Linked DNA regions of Macaca fascicularis: region 2 is linked to region 1. A link is a contact called in public Hi-C data. All regions are on one chromosome and are shown on one strand. The core of a region is the stretch at or near the end of the contact, and the rest is flanking DNA. Distances in the headings are between cores, read along the strand shown.

What was found. Hi-C and Micro-C count contacts between places; a contact is called where the count stands out from the background.
Region 2: a Hi-C map of liver shows a contact between it and region 1, with 3 times the contacts expected there. The contact joins the promoter of LOC135971916 here to the enhancer-like site in region 1. A contact is called at or near these places in 2 of 2 Hi-C or Micro-C datasets (liver and skeletal muscle).

What each region holds. Positions count from the first base shown.
Region 1 is chr7:77,558,097-77,562,222 of T2T-MFA8v1.1, reverse strand. No RefSeq gene overlaps it. Among named protein-coding and RNA genes, the nearest start is that of CHD2, 90 kb to the left of the region's middle. Within about 2 kb of position 1,257, at least 2 of the 6 cell types and tissues checked have an H3K27ac peak or open chromatin away from gene starts, as enhancers often do. A contact at or near this core is called in liver, where this site is marked.
Region 2 is chr7:77,630,191-77,633,829 of T2T-MFA8v1.1, reverse strand. LOC135971916 reads right to left here and starts at 1,352. Exons shown (of 6, transcript XM_065548486.1): 1 at 743-1,352; 2 at 151-344. The coding sequence starts at 1,325. The coding sequence ends at 256.

The DNA of each region.
Region 1 (4,126 bases), core at 8-2,507:
TGCCCTCGATTGGAAGCCTTATTACATTCAGGCTTTTTTTTTTTTTTTTTACATTAACCTCCCAAACCTTTGGGAGGCAAGTATTATTGTTTTAAAAAAGGAAGAAAAAGGTCATATTTCAGAGACATGCCAATGGCCTCACAATTTACTTAGCGAGCATGAGAGAATCCGAATCCTAAATGTAAGATGACACATTTATAAATAAAACCAAGGACAAATGTCTCCTTTATTCTAAATATACCATCACACTCTGAGTAGCTGGGGTTAACTATTTTTACCCACACTGGCTCGTTTGCATCTCAAACTCACGTAAAATAAAAACAGTGGTGAGAAATGAAAACGGACTCTGGGGCAACTGCCCCGGCAGAGCGTGAAAGGCTTGGTCTTTCAGCACTAGATTCAACGACATGAAGGGGAAGCTGTGGGCCTTGAGCACTTGACCATTGTGCTTTATTTCTTGCATTTTATAATACACAGCGACCGATGTCTACATTTTTATTTCCTGAAAAGGTGTCCAAGGTGGCTGATATAAATTAACAGAATTTCAGACTTTACCACATATTCAAGGTCCTAGGGCAGCTCCCGTCTACGGTCAAAAACAAAACAACAACAACAAAATTCCAACATTTGAACGGGGCGGGGAAGCTACTTTAAAACCCAGATAGAGATTTTTCTCCTTCGTTTGGAGGAAGGTAGGAAGGGTTTGTTTTAATGCTTTGCACAAAGGCGGGAAACGGTCATCAAAGCTGTTGCAAAGGGAAGAGCCAATGCATTAATTCGATCCAAGAGGACTCGCGTCGTTGGATTTGCAGCAACCTAATCTCTCGCTCAGGAAGAAAACGCCCCGAGGAAGAGTTTTCTGTTCTCCTCGTTTGCAGGGAGCAGCAAACGCTGGGACAAAAGAAACGGGCGCCGACTGGGAAGCACGCTGGCAGCTTTGCGGGACTGCGCCGTGGGACCCCCCGCAGGGCCTGGGTCTATGAACTCCGACCAGGCGGAGGGCGCGTCCGCTTGGCGCAGTTGTCCCCGCGCGAGCCCATATTTAGTCGAACGGCCCAAGGCTAAGCAAAACCACTTAATTTATCTCTCCGGATCCCTCGAACGCGGGCCTTTAAGGGGCTCGCAGCCTCAGGGACGCCAGGCTGACCCCGCCCCCCGGCCGCCGCCATCTTGTTGTTTTCCCCGATCCTTCCTGACCGGCCACGTGGCACGGCGCTGCGGAAGCGAAGGCACCGCCCCAACTTCCGGCAGGGCTGGTTCCAGCCGCCCGCGGGACGCAGACGCGCGGCTGCCCCCTGGTGGATGGCCTCGGGGCTCCGGCCGCACCCTGCCCCGCCTTTCTCCGCCATTTCATTCCCTGCCCACAGCACGTCCGCTCTCCGCTGCCAGCCTTGGCGCAGAAGCGTGCTCCGAGGGCGGGGCCGCTCCGGGCACCACCTTTAGTGTGGGAGCGTTTTTAGTCTGGTTCATCGAGGGCTAGAGGGTCATCTACATCTTTACACACATTTAATTATTAATTTTGCATTTTGTCTTATATTTTTGAGACGGGCTTACTCAGTCCCCCAGACTGGAGTGCAGTAGCCGGACCACAGCTTTCTGCAGCCTCGAGATCCCATGCTCAAGGATTCCGCCCGCCTCAGCCTCCCAACCTGGTGGGATTACAGGCGTGAGCCACCGCCCCGGAACAACTTAATTTAAAAAGAACGCCATACGGTTGTCTGGAGGTGTTTTGGTATGCGGTGCTTGGTGCTTCCAGACTTTCACACAGGAGGCCCCAACCTTGGTTTTCAGACCTCCCTTCTGCCCGGAGCCCCAAGCCCCGCCAAGCCAGGGCGTTTCCCAGGCAGCGCGGGGTGGTGCTGGGGGCGGGGAGGGCACGGTGCGGCCGGGGGAGATGGGGAGGCGCATGGGGCCGGGGTGCAGCTCCAGGGACCTGGTCAGCACCCTTTGCTAGTACTATTTCTTGGTTTTCTGGACGTTCCTTTCCCCTTGGAGCTGCTCTTGTGTCTCCCATTTCATCTCCAAACCAATTCTGGTTTCTTGAACGTTTGCCTTGAGCAAGGCGTGGGTTATTTTAGGTAATCCTCGTAGCAGCCTTTGACATAGAAGCTGTTTCTACTCACGCAGACTTTGACATAGAAGCTGTTTCTACTCACACTGGTGCTCAGAGGGAGTAATTCGCTCATGGGGTAGAGCTTGGTTGGAATCAAGGGCACCTAAGTTTCTACTGTAGACATTGAGGTTCTCGGCCCTCCAACAGTAGCATCTCCAATGTCAGGGAGCTTGTTGGAAATGTCACTGTTAGGCGTCTATCCCGGACCTTCTAAATGGGAAACGCTGAGGACGGTGGTGGATGGGGCCCGACAGGCTGTGATTACCAGGCAGCAAGGTGATTCCGAGGCACCCTGAAAACGCTTTCCCTCACAGCCCTTTTCAGGGTGAAGAAAGGGAGACTTGCCCTTAATGAGTGCTGATTCCATGGCATTTTGCATAATTCTGTGATGTAATCCTCCCGACCACTCTTTTATAGAAGAAACCGTAGCTCAAACTTTTCATGAATTTAGAGTGCCAATATTTATGTAAAATGATGGTATGTGCCATTTGCTTGCACCGTGTATGCATAAAATATCTCTGGAAGAATATCAAGGTGTTAACACAGTTTTACCTCCAGCAAGAGGAGGATATAGGTTGCTAGGGTGACTGAGTTGGGAATTTTTTTTTTTTTTGTAAGATTTAGTAATTTACCGCCTGGCGCGGTGGCTCACGCTTGGAATTCCAGCACTTTGGGAGGCCAAGGCAGGCGGATCACGAGATCAAGAGATCGAGACCATCCTGGCCAACATGGTGAACTCCTGTCTCTACTAAATATACAAAAATTAGCTGGGCGTGCTGGCACGTGCCTGTAGTCCCAGCAACTCAGGAGGCTGAGGCAAGAGAATCGCTTGAACCCGGGAGGCGGAGGTTGCAGTGAGCCGGGATGGCACCACTGCACTCCCGCCTGGGAGACAGAGCGAGACTCTGTCTCAAAAAAAAAAAAAAAAGTAACTTATGAATTTGGACCATGTGAATCTATTACTTGTTCCAAGTAAAACTGAATAGTTGAAAAGTACGCTGAGGCTAAGGGTAGTCGCTCAAGCCTGTAATCCCAGCACTTTGAGAGGCGGAAGTGGGAGGATCGCTTGAGTTCAGGAGTTTGATCAAGACCAACCTGGGCAACGTAGATCCCTATCTCTATTTTTAAAATATGCCCTAAAGTCCGGGTGTGGTGGCTCACGCCTGTAAGGGCTGGGCACTGTGGCTGCCAGCACTTTGGAAGGCCGAGGCAGGCGGATTGCCAGAGGGCGGAGTTTGAGACCAGCCTGGCTAAGTGAAACCCCGTCTCTATTAAAAAGAGAAATAAATAAATAAATAAATAAATAAATAAATAAAAATTAGCCTTGCATGGTTGCGCACGCCTGTAGTCTCAGCTACTCGGGAGGCTGGGGCAGGAGAACCACTTGAAGGCGGCAGGCAGAGGTTGCAGTGAGTCGAGATTGCGCCACTGCAGTGCAGCCTGGGCAACAGAGGGAGACTCTGTCTCAAAAAAAAAAAAAAAGTGTCTACTTACCTACCTATATAAATACACACTAAGAACAGTATTAGCACTAAAACCAGAATTTGAATTGAGGTCTGACTGGCTCCAGATTCCATATCCTCTGTTGATTACACGTGAAAACCTGTTTTAAACATAAAGTGCTCTGCTGGGCACGGTTGGTCACGCCTGTAATCCCAGCACTTTGGGAGGCAGAGGCCAGTAGATCACTTGAGGTCAGGAATTCAAGACCAGTTTGGTCAATGTGGTGAAGCCCCCCCTTTACTAAAAATACAAAAACTAGCTGGGTGTGGTGGGCGCATGTAATCTCAGCTACTTGGGATGCTGAGGCAGGAGAATCGCTTAAACCCAGGAGGCAGAGGTTGCAGTGAGCCGAGATAGTGCTACTGCACTGCAGCCTGGGCAACAGAGACTCTGCCTCAAAAAAAAAAAAAAAAAAAAAAAAAAAAAAAAAAAAAAAAAGCTCTATAAATTTCGGGTGTTGTTATTTATTTATTTATTTATTTATTTTTGAGACGGAGTCTCGCCCTGTCG
Region 2 (3,639 bases), core at 103-2,602, 72 kb before region 1:
GCACTGTAATTATCAAATCTATTTCCATTAAACAGCTTTGACGACACAGTAAACTTGTCTTCGTAATTCTGAAATACCAGCAGCACTCCTCCAACTTGCATTTTTCAAAGACAACCTTAACGTCATAAAGGTTTAATAAGCAGCAAGTACCTTCGCATGTATCACTGCAGCCGTTTCAAAATCGGCTTTGAAAGAGTTAAAAGCCAACACCCAATAGGAGGGAAAAAAACAAGTTTTATTTTTGTTGAAACGTAGTCAGGGTTCCATTGTTCTTTTAAATTCGATCATGAAGATGAGTTCCCACCTCACCGGAAAGAGGTTAAAAAGCTCCTCCGTTGGAGAACCTGAAAGGGATTTTTTTACCCTAAATATCAAAATAACTCACCAGGACAGAAAGGGGCTCTCCACGCCCGATCCCCTTCGGGCTCTCGCCGGCAGTCACCCGCCGCCCCTTTCCTGGCGGATCCAGTCCCGGCGACGAGGCCGCCCCCCGCCCACCTGCCGCCCGCGGGGTCTGCAGCGGGGCCCCGCGTGCCCCCTACCCCGGGACCCCACGACTCGGGCCCAGGGCACCGAGGCGCATCCCACCGGGGAGAGCCGGCCCGCGACCACAGAGGGGCCGTGCGAGAAGAGCCAAGCGGCGAGGCCTGGCCCGCCGCCCCCTCCTGCTCGCGCGCTCAAGGACATTTTGCTTTTCCTCCCAAGGACAAAGGACAATAAAAGGAGCCGGGGAGCCACTCACCGGGTCCGAGCGCGGCAGCCGGCACCTCCTGGTCGCCCAAGTCCGAGTCCCGGGCCGGACCGCCCGCCCGAGCCTCCCGCCCGCGCCGGGTCCAGCCGCCGGGGCCCGGGGAAGCCTCCGAGGCGGCAACCGCAGCGGCGCTTTCGGCGTCGTGGGCCCGGCCGCCCTGGGAGCCTCTGCCGCGGGCTCTGACGCCGACGCGCGCGGCCCGCCTCGCCTCAGCCGCGGCCGCCCCACTCCCACGGGCCTGCGGGCCGTCCGGGCGTAGCTCCCCGCCGGCTGGTGGGCCCCGCGGCCGCGGCGGAACGCCTGACAGCTCGGGGTGCTGCTGCCTCTCCGGCCATCTTGTGCCGTGTGTGTGGTGTCTCTCTCCCGTCTCCTCTCTAGGCTTTACTCCCTCCTCCTCCTCCCCCCGCCCCACACACCACACAACATGGCCTCTTCGCTGCGGCGGCAGCGGCTGCGGCGGCGGCAGGAGCTCCGCCGCGCTCCAGCCCGCTCCCCTCCCCCACCGTCCCCGCCTCCCGCCCGCAGCTCCGGGACCCAGCGCGCACGCGCGCCGCCGCCCGCCCGCCGCAGCCATTGGCTCCAGGAGCTTCCTGCATCCCCTATCGGGAGCGGCCTCACGCACGCTAGTTGGCGTCTTTCTCCCGCCCAACAACAACTACTTCCATCCTATTGGGTAATTTCAACCCCACCCCTTCCGCCTCCTTCGTGCGGATAGGCTGGCCTTAGTGCCATTCACTACCCGTAGGCGTTTCTGGTTTTCCTGAGAAGCTCCGGCCCAGGATTGGCTGGTGATGGAACCTTTGGGGTTGGAGCTGAGCTGTTGCTTTTCTCCCCGCAGTGCGGACCCCTCCAGGCTAGCTGTAGGGTACTTGGTATGGTCTAGGCCAGTCTAGAATCGTTAGTGCAGGGTCGCACAAAATGTGGCTTCGCATCTAGAAAAAGCTCTGGCTTCGGTGTTTCTAAGTTCAGATTTTGTCTTTAAAAAAAGGAAAGAAAAAAATGACTGACAGGATGATGAGCAAACAAGATGCAGGCCCACAGCCCTTGGGCAAGCAGCCATATCCTCAAAATATTTGTTCTAAGCACCCAGGCCTCCCATGAAGGTCACACAGTCAGGACCAATGGTTTTACCACCAGCACATTCCCTAGCCCCAGTATCCGAATTGAGATGCGATTTATTTTGAGGATTTGTAGACTGCGTGTTGCCCATTTACCTGAGACCCTAAAAGAATGTCTAGTGTCTTGTGAGCTGTCGCCATGGAAATCAAAAAATAAAAATTAAATTAAAAAGAATGTCCAGTGTCCTGAGGCCTTAGCGAATGAATCTCAATACCGGTTAACTGGATTCCACCCTGTAGGACAATGTTTGTTAGAGTAGCAGTTTGAACCTGAAAAACCGTGGTCTACCTTTTCAGCTTCCTTCCAGAGAACCAGGCAAAACAAGCTTCATTTCCTTTCGGCAAATCTCACTTTTTTCATTACTTCTTCCTACTTTAAGCTGGAAACAACTCTAAGCAGACCATAGGAACAAAATGAAAACCTAAACTTTCCTGAAATGGATGGGGAAAAAATAAAAGAGGTAGCTCTCTCCAGTTGCCAGTATTTAGAAATCTTGCTCCTTTTGGCAGGGGACCTGGGGAAAATGAAAGGAACACCAGATGCTTAGTTTTAACGGATTTTTTTTGAGGGGAGGGGCTTAGGGGTGAGGGAAACAACTCTTAAATTCTTTTGAGCCTCTGCCCCTGGGTTAGCATCAGAAAATGTTACATACATGTAGAGCCTAGGAAATAGTCTGGCCGCTTTTTTAAATGACACAGTTGTTGATTGATTTGGCTCAGTGTAGCATCAGCCACTTAGGACAGAGCTAGGACTTGATCTCAAGTTGCCTGACTTTTTATAGATCTTGATTTCCTTGTATGCAACCTGGCCACCCTCCTTGGCAATGTACTTTGAGCTCTAAGTGGGCACACGCACACACCCACAAAATACTTCTTCAACCGAAATTAAATTTTCTCCAAGAGACATTTAATTTCCAAGAGACATTCCCTTACACAGTGTAGCTTTGAACACCATGGACCTGCAACAAGGCTGTTTTTGCTGAAATAGCCCCATTCTGAATCCTTTTTTCTCATTCTTCTGGTGTGTTTTTGCTGTGCTGTTGTTCACTCCCTTTTCCTTCCGTTTTTCCCCTCTTATTACGACCTGAAATCCCTCTCTGATTCTGCCTTTCCAGATTCATCACCGAGTATGTCTATGCCAGGGAAACAGACCTGAGCAGGCCTTTATTAAAACAGTCATGGCTGAAAAGCATTGAGTTAGCTGACTAGTTGCCAGGCATTGTTCTCAACTCTCATTGGTGATTAACTTGATCATACTACACTCCAATGAGAGACAGTTATCGTTCCTCTCTGTGTCTTATCCCTATCAGGAAACTGAGACTCAAGGAGTTTAACTTGCCCGAGTTCACACTACTAAGAAGTATTTTAGCCCAGATAATTTGCCTTCAGACCCTTCTGCCTCTCCCAGTTTTCTTTCAAAAACTGTCCCTTCGCTGAATAGGTTTATTTGAATCTTTTGTTGTGTGGATCCTCCAGATTTGCCAGCTCCTCCCTCCTATGCTTCATTGAAGGTATTCTACCTTTAGAATCAAACATGAGATCCAGTCTAATTGAATCCCCAGACTTTGCCCCACCCCATTGCTGTCAATCTCCTAAAGCCACCTGGGAGCCCTCCAGCTCTCTTGTTTGCTCCCACTTTGATTTCTGGACCCCTACGATTCAGCTTTGGAGTGGCTCAATTGTATGAAGGGATACCTTGGGCAACTTACATAAAACAGCTTTCTTCTCCCAAGTTTACATCCCACACGATGTCCTCTTTAGAGAAGGCCC